Regions from separate parts of the Oryctolagus cuniculus genome. Here region 2 is linked to region 1. A link is a contact called in public Hi-C data. All regions are on one chromosome and are shown on one strand. Each heading gives the region's core, a stretch centred on a gene start, on an enhancer-like site or on the middle of the called end of the contact. The rest is flanking DNA. Distances are from core to core; before and after follow the strand shown.

Region 1 (5,392 bases), core at 2,531-5,030:
CCGCTGGTTCACTCCCCAGATGGCCGCATTAGCCGTAGCTGCACCAATCTGAAGCCAGGAGCCAGGAGCCAGGAGCCGCCTCTGGGTCTCCCACACGGGTGCAGGGGCCCAAGGACTCTGCTGCTTTCCCAGGCTATAGCAGAGAGCCAGATCGGAAGAAGAGCAGCCGGGACTAGAACCCACACCCATATGGGATGCCAGCGCCTTAGACCAGGGCCGCAACCCGCTGCCGGCCCCAAGGAATGGAGTACTTCTTAGAGCACCTGTCAGTCATGTCCCAGCACCACATCCTGACCCCTGATTCTGAGTGCTGCCCAGGGTATGGGAGATGACGACGCTGTAACACACGACACAGGAAACAACCTGAAGTAACTGGAGGAATGTGGTATAGAGCTGTGGGTGTTGGAGCCAGGAAGTGAGGGCAGCCAAAAGCCAAAGGTTTTCCACAGAGATGGCAAGGATTCCTGGGAGTCAGAGGATGACAGCATTTATCTGCCACATGTTTGCAGAGAGCCTTACTGCCTGGGGACCAGACACCTCGCTGGCGAGCGTGGTGAAGGATGTGACGCGGCACATACTCCAAAGGCCCAAAAAGGCTTGAGGTTTAGATGCCATAAGCAAAAGAGACAATAGAATTGCCATGCTAGATGGCAATAGAAGCAAGGAGACCTGCCAGTGCTGTGGGTTAAGTCGCCACCTGCAGCACCCGCGTTCCATATAGGCACCGGTTCAAGTCCGGCTGTTCCACTTCTGAGCCAGCTCCCTGCTAATGCAGCTGGGAAAGCAGCAGAAGATGGCTCAAGTGCTTGTGCCCCTGCACCCACATGGGAGAGCTGGAAGAAGCTCCTGGCTCTTGGCTTCAGTGCAGTCCAGCCCTGGCCATTGTGGCCATTTGGGGAGTGAACCAGCAGATGGAACAACTCTCTCTCTCACTTGCTCTCGCTCTTTCTCTCTCTCTCCTTCTCTCCCTCTCTCTGTAATTCTGTTTCAAATAAGTAAATAGATGCATATAAATATATATATTATAATTAGTCAACAATGTTAACAAGGATGCAGATATCAGCCATGTTGGTTACTTTTGGCTGGGAGGTGGTTCCGAGCAGTGATTTCGGGAAGCTCTGGTTATCTCATACATGGAAACCTAGGGCATTCAGCAGAGCAGGGGGCACTGCACGGAAGGACTGATGGCCTCAGCTCCTCCTCGCTAGCTTCCTCTGTACCCACGTCAAATGAGTGAGGAAGGAAGGAAGGAAGGAAAGGAGGGAGGGAGGGGGGAACTGAGGAGCAAGAGAGAAAGGAAGCAAAATAAAAAGGAAAAAGAAATGTCTTCTTGAAGAGAATCAGACCTCTGATTGGCAGTTGCCTGGATTACCTTGGTAACTACCTAGAAGAAATCTTAATCTGATTAAAATCTTAAAGTTTATCAAGTACACCAATTATTCTCCAGATGCAGCAATGACTTATCACACACAAAAATTGCCAGACCAGGTTTTCACATAGTTATTTTTCTTTTTTAAAGATTTATTTATTTATTTATTTGAAATGTGACGTTACAGAGAGGGTGAGGCAAAGGCCGAGAGAAAAGTCTTCCATCTGCTGTTTCACTCCCTAACTGGCTGTACCAGCCAGGGCTGGGCAGGCCGAAGTCAGGAGCCAGGAGCTTTATCTGGGTCTCCCACATGGATGCAGGGGCCCTAGCACTTAGGCCATCTTCCACTGCTTTCCCAGGCATGTTAGTAGGGAGCTGGATTGGAAGTGGAGCAGCCGGGAGTTGAACCTATGCCCATATGGAATGCCCGCACTGCAGGCTGCTGCTTTACCCGCTGCGCCACAGCGCTGGCCCCCAGAGTAGCTCTTGCAGTGTCACTGAGCACAGGATGAGAATACAGGGTGTGTAAATGACACCTGCATGTTTTGAACACCCCCCTTTGACTGAGAAGGCTTTGTCGTGGATTATGAGGGGAGGGGCAAACCTTGAGTGCCACCTAACAGGCGAAAAGACAAGAGGGTTGTTTTATTTTGCTAAACTTGGGCCCAGCAGCAAAAAATGGCAACATCAAAAAGAGTCATCAGGTAAGAACACAGGTGCCTGAGGCCAAGTGTAGTCACAAGGTCAGTGTCATCAGGTTACCAATCCCTTCCAGGGCATAGTCAAAAGTAACAGCATTTTCAGTTTTTTTTTTTTTAAGTGAGGGATCTCCTATTGTTGTGTTAATTAGTTCATAATTGTCTATGGTCAGAACATTTCCCCCCCCCAAAAATCTAAGAATAGATGTAACCTAAAATTCCTTTTAGGTTAGAAAAGAGAGTAAGTCTACCACTGAATAGACAGAAAGCAGAAAAATCACTTTTTTCTGCACCATGTTGCAAACAGACTGCTATTCAAGAATCATTTCTCTTCCAACTGACCAATACTCTCCTGTTACACATACATGTCTAAAATTCAATTTTAGGGAGGAGTGTCTGGCACAGCAGCCAAGATGCCAATTGGGACAGCTATGTTCCATAGCAGAGTGCCTGGGCTTGAGTTCTTTCTGCTAATGTGCACCCTGGGAGGCAGCAGGCGATGGCTCGAGTACTTGGGTTCCTGCCACCCACGTAGGAGACAGAGGTTAAGTTTTGGGCTCCTGGCTTCTGCTCAGCCCATCCCAGCTATTGTGAACATTTGGGGAGTGAACAGTGGATGGGAGATTGTCTCTGTTTCTGTCTCACCCTGCCTTTCAAATAAATGAAAAATGAATTTTAAATTAATATTAACATATTTCAGTATGTGAGTCTTTTTTAACTATGTATTTATTTATTTGAAAGGCAGAGTTACAGAGAGGCAGAGGCAGAAAGAGAGAGAGAGAGAGAGTCTTCCATCGGCTGGGTCACTCCCCAAATGACTGAAATGGCCAGAGCTGGGCTGATCTGAAGCCAGGAGCCAGGAGCTTCTTCCAAGCCTCTCATGCAGGTGCAGGGGCCCAAGGACTTGGGCCATCCTCTACTGCTTTCCCAGGCCATAGCAGAGAGCTGGATCAGAAGTGGAGCAGCCGGGACTCAAACTGGTGCCCATATGGGATGCCGGCACTGCCGGCAGTGGTTTTACCTGCTACACCACAGCGTCAGCCCTCAGTATGTGTTTAAATGTCCAAATATATAACAGTCAAATTAAATTGTGATGAATGCAAATATCTGAGGCTTTAAACATTAGCATTTGAAACCTAATCTTATCACTCATAAGACAATATTCTTACTACATTGAGTCTAGCTTCTAATTTGAAAGTCACAAAGAACAAAGCATGTTTCCACAGACAAGCAAATGCACGGAACAACAATTGCGTGTTGAGCAGGAACTTTGGAGCTCCACTTTTAATCAGATTATTTTCCTACAAGTGATCCAATTCTATCACCCCAATTTAATATTCATCTTACATTCTAGAAACCAAATCAGGGACCTTGGAATTACATATTTTATCCATGTTGAAGAACAATGCATTCTCTGTTGAAATTGAAGGCAAGTGTTACACTTTGACGTATGCCAGTTGCTGCGTCATGGCAGACGCCCAGTAGCTCGGCAGACTCCCAGGAGGCAGTAGCTCCGAAGCTGATTGGTGGGGCCTGGCTGACAGGCCCGTGTGATTGCTCCAATAGCAGCAGGGAAATGATCCTCGCCTCTCATGAAGACTTTGGTCTCAGGAATCTTCCAAACGCGGAGGGGTTCCAAATGCTTAGTGGCCAAAACAAATGGCAAATGTTGGTTGCATAGAGCAGAAAATCCTGTTATTTTCTCACTTTTTTTTTTTTTTTTTTTTTTGGACAGGCAGAGTGGATAGTGAGAGAGAGAGACAGAGAGAAAGGTCTTCCTTTGCCGTTGGTTCACCCTCCAATGGCCACCACGGCTGGCGCACTGTGGCCGGCGCACCGCGCTGTTCCGAAGGCAGGAGCCAGGTGCTTCTCCTGGTCTCCCATGGGGTGCAGGGCCCAAGCACCCGGGCCATCCTCCACTGCACTCCCTGGCCACAGCAGAGAGCTGGCCTGGAAGAGGGGCAACCGGGACAGAATCCGGCACCCCGACCGGGACTAGAACCTGTGCTGGCGCTGCTAGGTGGAGGATTAGCCTAGTGAGCGGCGGCGCTGGCCTATTTTCTCACATATTAAGCACAGCTCAGAGGGAGCCAGTTCAGGACTGGGAAAAGACTAGGCAATGTCATCAGCTCTGTCCGGGGAGCACGCTGACTTGTGGCCTAAGAGGTCCAAGGTGACAGCCAGGATATCTGAGTTCAAGACAGGATGAAGGGGTGGAGCTCCGCCCTCAGCAGGTGTCTCACTGAGCAGAATCGTGTCATGAAGGCAATCCGAAAAAGAAGGAATGCTGGGAAATTATTTAGTTGAAATTTTGTCATAGTGAAAAGGAAGAAATGGAGAGGGCACCGGTTCGAGTCCCAGTTGCTCCACTTCTGATTCAGCTCTCTGCTTTGGCCTGGGAAAGCAGTAGAAGATGGTCCAGATGCTTGGGACCCTGCACCCACATGGGAGACTGGGAAGAAGCTCCTGGCTCCTGGTTTCGGATCAGCGCAGCTCCAGCTGATGTGGCCAATTGGGGAGTGAACCAGCGGATGGAAGACCTCTCTGTCTCTCTGCCTCTCCTTCTCTCTCTGTGTAACTCTGGCTTTCAAATAAATAAATAAATCTTTTAAAAAGATGGGTTTATTTAGCTCACAGTTTTCGAAGCTGAAAATCTAAGATCAGGTGGCCCCATCTGTTGGCCTCTGGTGAGGGCATGTTGCATCACAACATGGCAAATGACATCATGGCAAGAGCACCTGGACACATGACAGATGGGATGGCAAGACCAGAAGCCGGAGAGCGGGGAAGGCCAGTCTTGCTCTTCCCTAACAACCTACTCTCACAGGAAGGAGGTCTCATGAGAGCGCCGTCCCTTCTTGGGGGGCCTCACTCTAGGCCCCGCCTCTTAAAGTTTCCACCACCTCTTAACATTGATTCCCTGAGGACCAAGCTTCTAGCGCATGAACCTCTAGGCGACAAACCACATCCCAAACCATAGAGCCTGTAGTGAAGCCAACCTCACAGGGGCAGGACCTCCCAGCCCCCAGCACACGTGCATGCGCCCGTGTGTGTGTGTGTGTGTGTGTGTGTGTCTGGGAGGCAGGGGTTGCTACTGGAAGTCATTGGAAGCAGCCAGAGCCCCCAGTCCTCAGCCTCTATGATGTCACAATCAGATTTCTTTCCTTCTATCCTGGACTGTTACTTCCGAGGCTGTTGTGGTCATGGGGCTCTGGAAACCAGCAGGGAGAAGGGAGCTTGGTGGCTCTGATCTCCCCTGGGGACACAGGACAGCCAGGCATGCCGCTGTTAAAGGATGCCACGCCCATGGTAAAGGAGCTGCGGC
Region 2 (6,106 bases), core at 2,284-4,783, 220 kb before region 1:
GCCCTGCCTGGCCTGAATGTTTCCTAGACTGTAAAACAGAGACAAAAGGTATTCCTCTAAAGCCGTTGAAAAGGCTAAATGACATAGTGTATGTGTGACAGGATACATTTCTGAAATATTAGCCAATATTTTACCCTGACCTTGAAATATCTGGTCTCCCATTTAATCAGCTGGGCTATTTGCCATTTATTCCTGCATGGAAAGATTCATCTAGGAGGAATTAGCAGTTAGTTTTAGGCTTTTGAGTCTTGAAAATCTAGTGTTCAGAGAGGGCAAGAAAGAACTCAACAGAAGAACAATAGATTTGGGAGAATACCCATTGTTGAGTAAGACAGGATTCCCCGACCTCAGAGCAAATGAAGGTTCCCTGGACTGGGAGAGGAGAAGCATTACAGGTTCAGGTGAAGTGTGTATCTCTGGAGAAGGAGAGCTTGTGCCCCAGACTCCCTTGTGTCTCAGAAGCATCCCCCAAATAATACGGAAACAGAGAACCTTAGACAACCTCGGAGCTTCTCTGGCCCAGGCAGGAATTAGAGCAGCAGAACATTCCCTGTGTGCTCAGCAGGGACCTTTGGACCTAAAGGAATTCTACAAATGAGGACAGAGAAGCACTAAGCAAGAGATATGTTGGGATGGTATCATAAGATGGTGGCGTATGGCTCTGTGGTGTAAGGGTTAAGCCACCTACTGCAGTGCTGGAGTCCCATATGGGCTCCAGTCCTGTCCCTGCTGCTCTGTTTCTGATCCAGCTCCCTGCTAATATGCCCGGGGAAGCAATGGAACATGACCCGACGCACCTATGTAGGAGACCCCAAGGAAGCTCTTAGCTCCTGGCTTCAACCTGGTCCAGTCCTGGCTGTTGTGGCTATTTGGGGAATGAACCAGCAAATGGAAGATTCTCTCTCTCTCTCTCTTTCTCTCTCTTTCTTTCTTTCTCTCTCCCCCTCTCTTCCTGTAACTGCCTTAGAAGAAAGATTTATTTATTTATTTTGAAAGGCAGAATTATAGAGAGTAAGAGGCAGAGGGAGAGAGGTCTTCCATCTGCTGGTTCCCTCCCCAGATGACCGCATCAGCCAGGAGCCAGGAGCCAGGAGCCAGGAGCTTCTTCCAGGTCTCCCACGTGGGTGCAGGGGCCCAAGAACTTGGAGGACCATCTTCTGCTGCTTTCCCAGGCCATAGCAGAGAGCTGGATAGGAAGTGGAGCAGCCAGGACTCCAACCGGTGCCCACATGAGATGCTGGCACTACAGGCGGTGGCTTCACCTGCTACGCCACAGCGCCAGCCCCAATAAATAAATTAAAAAATATATAGGTGGGCCGGCGTCGTGGCTCAATAGGCTAATCCTCCACCTGTGGCGCCGGCACACTAGGTTCTAGTCCAGGTCAGAGCGCCGGATTCTGTCCCAGTTGCTCCTCTTCCTGTCCAGCTCTCTGCTGTGGCCCGGGAGTGCAGTGGAGGATGGCCCAAGTGCTTGGGTCCTGCACCTGCATGGGAGACCAGGAGAAGCACCTGGCTCCTGGCTTTGGATCAGCGCAGTGCGTTGGCCACAGCGGCCATTGGGGAGTGAACCAATGGAAGGAAGACCTTTCTCTGTCTCTCTCTCTCACTGTCCACTCTGCCTGTCAAAAAAAAAAAAAATATATATATATATAGGTGGTGGCGTGACTAGATGACAAAGGTCACATGGGTGCCAAAGCAGAAGTGTCTGTGTGTGTCTGTGTGTGTTTACGCTAATGGAAAGCCCCCCAAGAATTTATGTATAACACAAGGTAAAGCATGAGGAAACCAGCTTAACTGAAATAAAATTTTTGTTTCCCCAGATGGAGTTAACAATATAAATAAAGTTGAATCATAGAAACATAAAGGTATAGTACAACTACTTCTGGCTCAAGATTAGTATCAGCTACTTTTTAAAAAAATTTTTTTTATTTATTTGAAAGGCAGTTACAGGGGTGGGGAGCAGAAACAGAGATATCTCCCCCAAAACAGTCGCAACGGCCACAGCTGAGCCAGGCCGAAGCCAGGAGCCAAGAGCTTCTTCCAGGTCTCCCATATGGGTGCAGGGGCCCAAGTGCCTAGGCCATCCTCTGCTGCTTTCCTAGGTGCATTAGCAGGGAGCTGGAGTGGAAGTGGAGCAGTGGGACTCAAAGCTGCAGCCATATAGTTTGCCGGCATTGCAGGCAATGGCTTTACACACTACACCACAATGCCAAACCCTGGTATCAGCTATTTGTGTAGCTATTCTAGGATATTAGAATTTGGGGGCAGCATATAACTGTCTAAGGACCACATACAAACTGGGAAATATTCTCACCTGTTTATTCCCAAAGGATGGATTCAGTGCAGTGAAAGAAGACTTTATTAATGGTCTTGCAAGCTCAGGTGCCTGGTAGGCAGGCACACTGAGGGTGGTTTCTAGCAAGCAATTTATTTCCAGCAGGCAGGTCCCTCCTCCTGTTCTTCACTGGCTAAGTACTATGTGGTTACAATCTTCCTGGACGTCACCTGTATTTCCATCTGTTGTAGTTTTGCTAAAGTTCTATTGGCTCAACGCCTTGTTTGCTTCAGGACTTTCCAGGTGCGTGTACTTTGTGGTTTGTAACCTGGCTGGTTACGCTGGCTACTTGTGACTGTCTATACTTCTGCAAGCTATTATGCTAGCTAGTTGTTAGTAATTTTCAGGTGAACACTTTAATTTGAAAATGAACCAAATGGGGACTGATGTTGTGGCGTAGCAGGTAAAGCTGCTGCCTGCAGTGCTGGCATCCCATATGGGTGCCAGTTTGTGTCTCAGCTGCTCCACTTCCAATCCAGCTCCCTGCTGATGTGCCTGGGAATGCAGTGGAAGATGGCCCAAGTCCTTGGGGCCCTACCATGCATGTGGGAGACCCTGATAAAACTCCTGGCTCCTAGCATTGGCCCTCCCAGCCCTTTGCCTCGCCCTCTCTCTGTAATTCTGACTTTCAAATAAATAAATGAGTCTTTAACAACAACAACAACAACAACAACAACAACAACAAAAGAGCGAGAGAGAGAGAAAGAAAGAAAATGAATCTTATGTCTTTACTTCTCACACATAGACTAGGTTTGGAGCTGTGTCATCCTGGGACAAAGGCCAGGATGTGTTATGAATTGGTGTGTGGAGATAAGATGAACTTTCAGAAGTTTGCTGATTTCAGAAACATCAATGAGCAGCAATGAGATTGAGCATGAAAGAGTCCGTCCCACAGAATGATTCAATTCCCTGGACAGACATAGGGTGATTGACAAGAGTGAGGGCGCCCTTATTATTAGAGTTCGCATTCATGTTTCACTTTCCTAAGTCGAGATGCCTGTCCTTGCTGAGGGTTGCCTTGTGCAACCTCACCCTCTGAAAGATGCGTTGAAGGACTTCCGGAGGGCCCCACTGCATGGTTAGGGTAGGGTTCTCGTCGGGTGATAGTCAAGGCTGCGGGGGATTCTGCAGTCGTGTTGAACGCTTGCATCGGCTGGCAGTCAGTGGCGGCTTGTTGGAAGGAAGCCTTAGTTCCTAGCGACACATGCCCTCCACACAATGGCTTCAGTGTGCTTGTGCCTGGCAGCTGGTTTTCCCCAGAGCAAGTGATGCAAGAGGAGCCATGTGGAAGCTGCGATACCTTTTATGACCACATCTTAGAAGTCTCATACTTCTGCCATATTCTTCTCATGAGAGGCAAATCATTAAACTGGCCCACCCTGAAGAAGAGAGGAATTCGATGCCTTTTTTCAATGCAAGGCCTGTCAAAGAATTTGTGGCTATTTTTTTTAATTTAAAATATCTTTATTCCTTTATATGGTAAATGCTGTCCCCTACTAACAAACAATGACATTTGTCTTTCAGTCTGTCAAGCATAGGTGAAAAATCCATGTATCTTTCTGCATTGCATATTGGCATGATATAGGATGCAGAATGGAAAAGTCAATTTAATAGACATTATTAAGTAATTTCACGCATGTGCAGAATCTTGAATAAATGCTTAAAACTGTAGAGCCACATTAAATGTGGGCATATGCATGTTCCATGTACACCAACGGGTCCAACACAAGAGGTGTGTGCACTGATTTCTGGTACGCAGCTTGCTTTCGATGACTTTAAATACCCAATTCCAAATCTTCCAACTCCTGAAGAAGAGCTGTCTCATTTTGAATTTTCTCCAATTGATTTTTTTTCTAGCTGTTTTCCACTTGCTGCTTGTTCTCTCCATTGTTCTATTGCTTTCAATTTCTTCTTTAGGTTCTCGGTATTTTTGTCTACCTCAGAGTCTCCAGAAGTTGACCGAGAGGTACTGTTTCATGGTGTGTTTTGTGGGACAGGAGTAGATGACAAGCTGGACTTTGTCACTTCTTGCTTTCTGCTTTGTGGCTCTCTTAGTTTCATGCTTCCTTTGATTTTTAAAGGCTGTTTTTGATAAGGGTTTATCATTTCCTGGTTTTGGCTTCATAATGTGAGGTGGCTCCTCTTCACGCAGCTTGGAATTGGTGACTGGTTTATTTCCCTTTTTAAAGATTTATTTATGTGGGGCCGGCGCCATGGCACAGTAGGTTAATCCTCCGCCTGTGGCGCCGGTATCCCATATGGGCACCGGTTCTAGTCCTGGCTGCTCCTCTTCCAATCCAGCTCTCGGCTGTGGCCTGGGAAAGCAATAGAAGATGGCCCAAGTCCTTGGGCCCTGCACCTGCATGGGAGACTGGGAAGAAGCACCTGGCTCCTGGCTTCGGATTGGCGCAGCTCCAACCGTTGCGACTATTGGGGAGTGAACCAACGGATAGATAACTTTTCTCTCTGTTTCTCCCTCTCACTGTCTGTAACTCTACTTCTCAAATATTTATTTGTTTGAAAGGCAGAGTTACAGAGAGGCAGAGAGAGAGAGAGAGAGTTTCCCACCCACTGGTTCACTCCCCAAATGGCTGCAACAGCCAGAGCTGGGTTGACCTGAAGTCAGGAGCCTGGAGCTTCTTCCAGGTCTCTCACATGGGTGCAGGGGCCCAAGGACTTGGGCCATCTTCTACTGCGTTCCCAGGCCACAGCAGAGAGCAGGATTTGAAGTGGAGTAGCTGGGACTCGAACCGGTGTCCATATGGGATGCTGGCACTGCAGGTGGCAGCTTTATGTGCTGCCTCAGAGTGCCGGGCCCCAGTTGGTTTATTTCTTAAATCAGGGGGTCTATAATTGTTACAACTTTAGGTTCCTCACAGGGTACTTCACTTGGAACTGCTTGGTAAGTTATTGTTTTTGCTGGAAATATTCCATCCAAAAATGGCTGCCATGAAACTGGCCACAATTCTCCATTTGAGGACACATCATGATTGTTCAAGACAGAGCCAGTGTAATGCAAATCTTATCCCCATTATTAACATGTAACCTGGAAGCACACGTGACTTTTTTTTTTTTTTTTTTTGACAGGCAGAGTGGCTAGTGAGAGAGAGAGACAGAGAGAAAGGTCTTCCTTTTGCCGTTGGTTCACGCTCCAATGGCCGCTGCAGCCGGTGCACTGCGCTGATCCGATGGCAGGAGCCAGGTACTTCTCCTGGTCTCCCATGGGGTGCAGGGCCCAAGCACTTGGGTCATCCTCCACTGCCTTCCCGGGCCACAGCAGAGAGCTGGCCTGGAAGAGGGGCAACTGGGACAGAATCCGGCGCTCTGACCGGGACTAGAACCCAGTGTGCTGGTGCTGCAGACGGAGGACTAGCCTATTGAGCAGTGGTGCCGGCCTAATGTGACTGTTAAAATATCCTCACCACCTGGGTACTGAGCAAGATTCATAGAATTAGAAGCCACTGGTTTAGAAATCAACTTGTAGGTTTTAACATCCCACACTTCCATTTGTCCTCTCAGAGTTCCAAATCCAGCTAGTACTATTATATGTCCATGAAGGCTATAGTAGGCTGCGTTCCAAGGACCAGTTCCAAAGTCAAACACAGGATCACATTTCAAGTTGAAAATTGTTGCTTTGGCAGGCATAAAACCATAAACAGCACAAAATTCAGTGGAACTAGAATCCCAAGCTACATCATACATGGAGCCACCTTTTGGTCATTGCACTTTCTCCATTTGTTGCAATGTAATGCAGCTGTCTATTCCCCATAA

Evidence for each region. A called contact is a pair of places that touch in the nucleus more often than the background predicts.
Region 2: a Hi-C map of an unstated tissue shows a contact between it and region 1, with 3 times the contacts expected there. The contact joins the enhancer-like site here to the promoter of ZDHHC19 in region 1. A contact is called at or near these places in 2 of 6 Hi-C or Micro-C datasets (ear pinna and an unstated tissue).

What each region holds. Positions count from the first base shown.
Region 1 is chr4:82,748,333-82,753,724 of mOryCun1.1, reverse strand. ZDHHC19 (zinc finger DHHC-type palmitoyltransferase 19) reads left to right here and starts at 3,780. Exons shown (of 7, transcript XM_070072295.1): 1 at 3,780-5,376. The coding sequence starts at 5,363.
Region 2 is chr4:82,971,863-82,977,968 of mOryCun1.1, reverse strand. It overlaps the pseudogene LOC100349087. Among named protein-coding and RNA genes, the nearest start is that of UBXN7, 18 kb to the right of the region's middle. Within about 2 kb of position 3,533, at least 1 of the 8 cell types and tissues checked has an H3K27ac peak or open chromatin away from gene starts, as enhancers often do.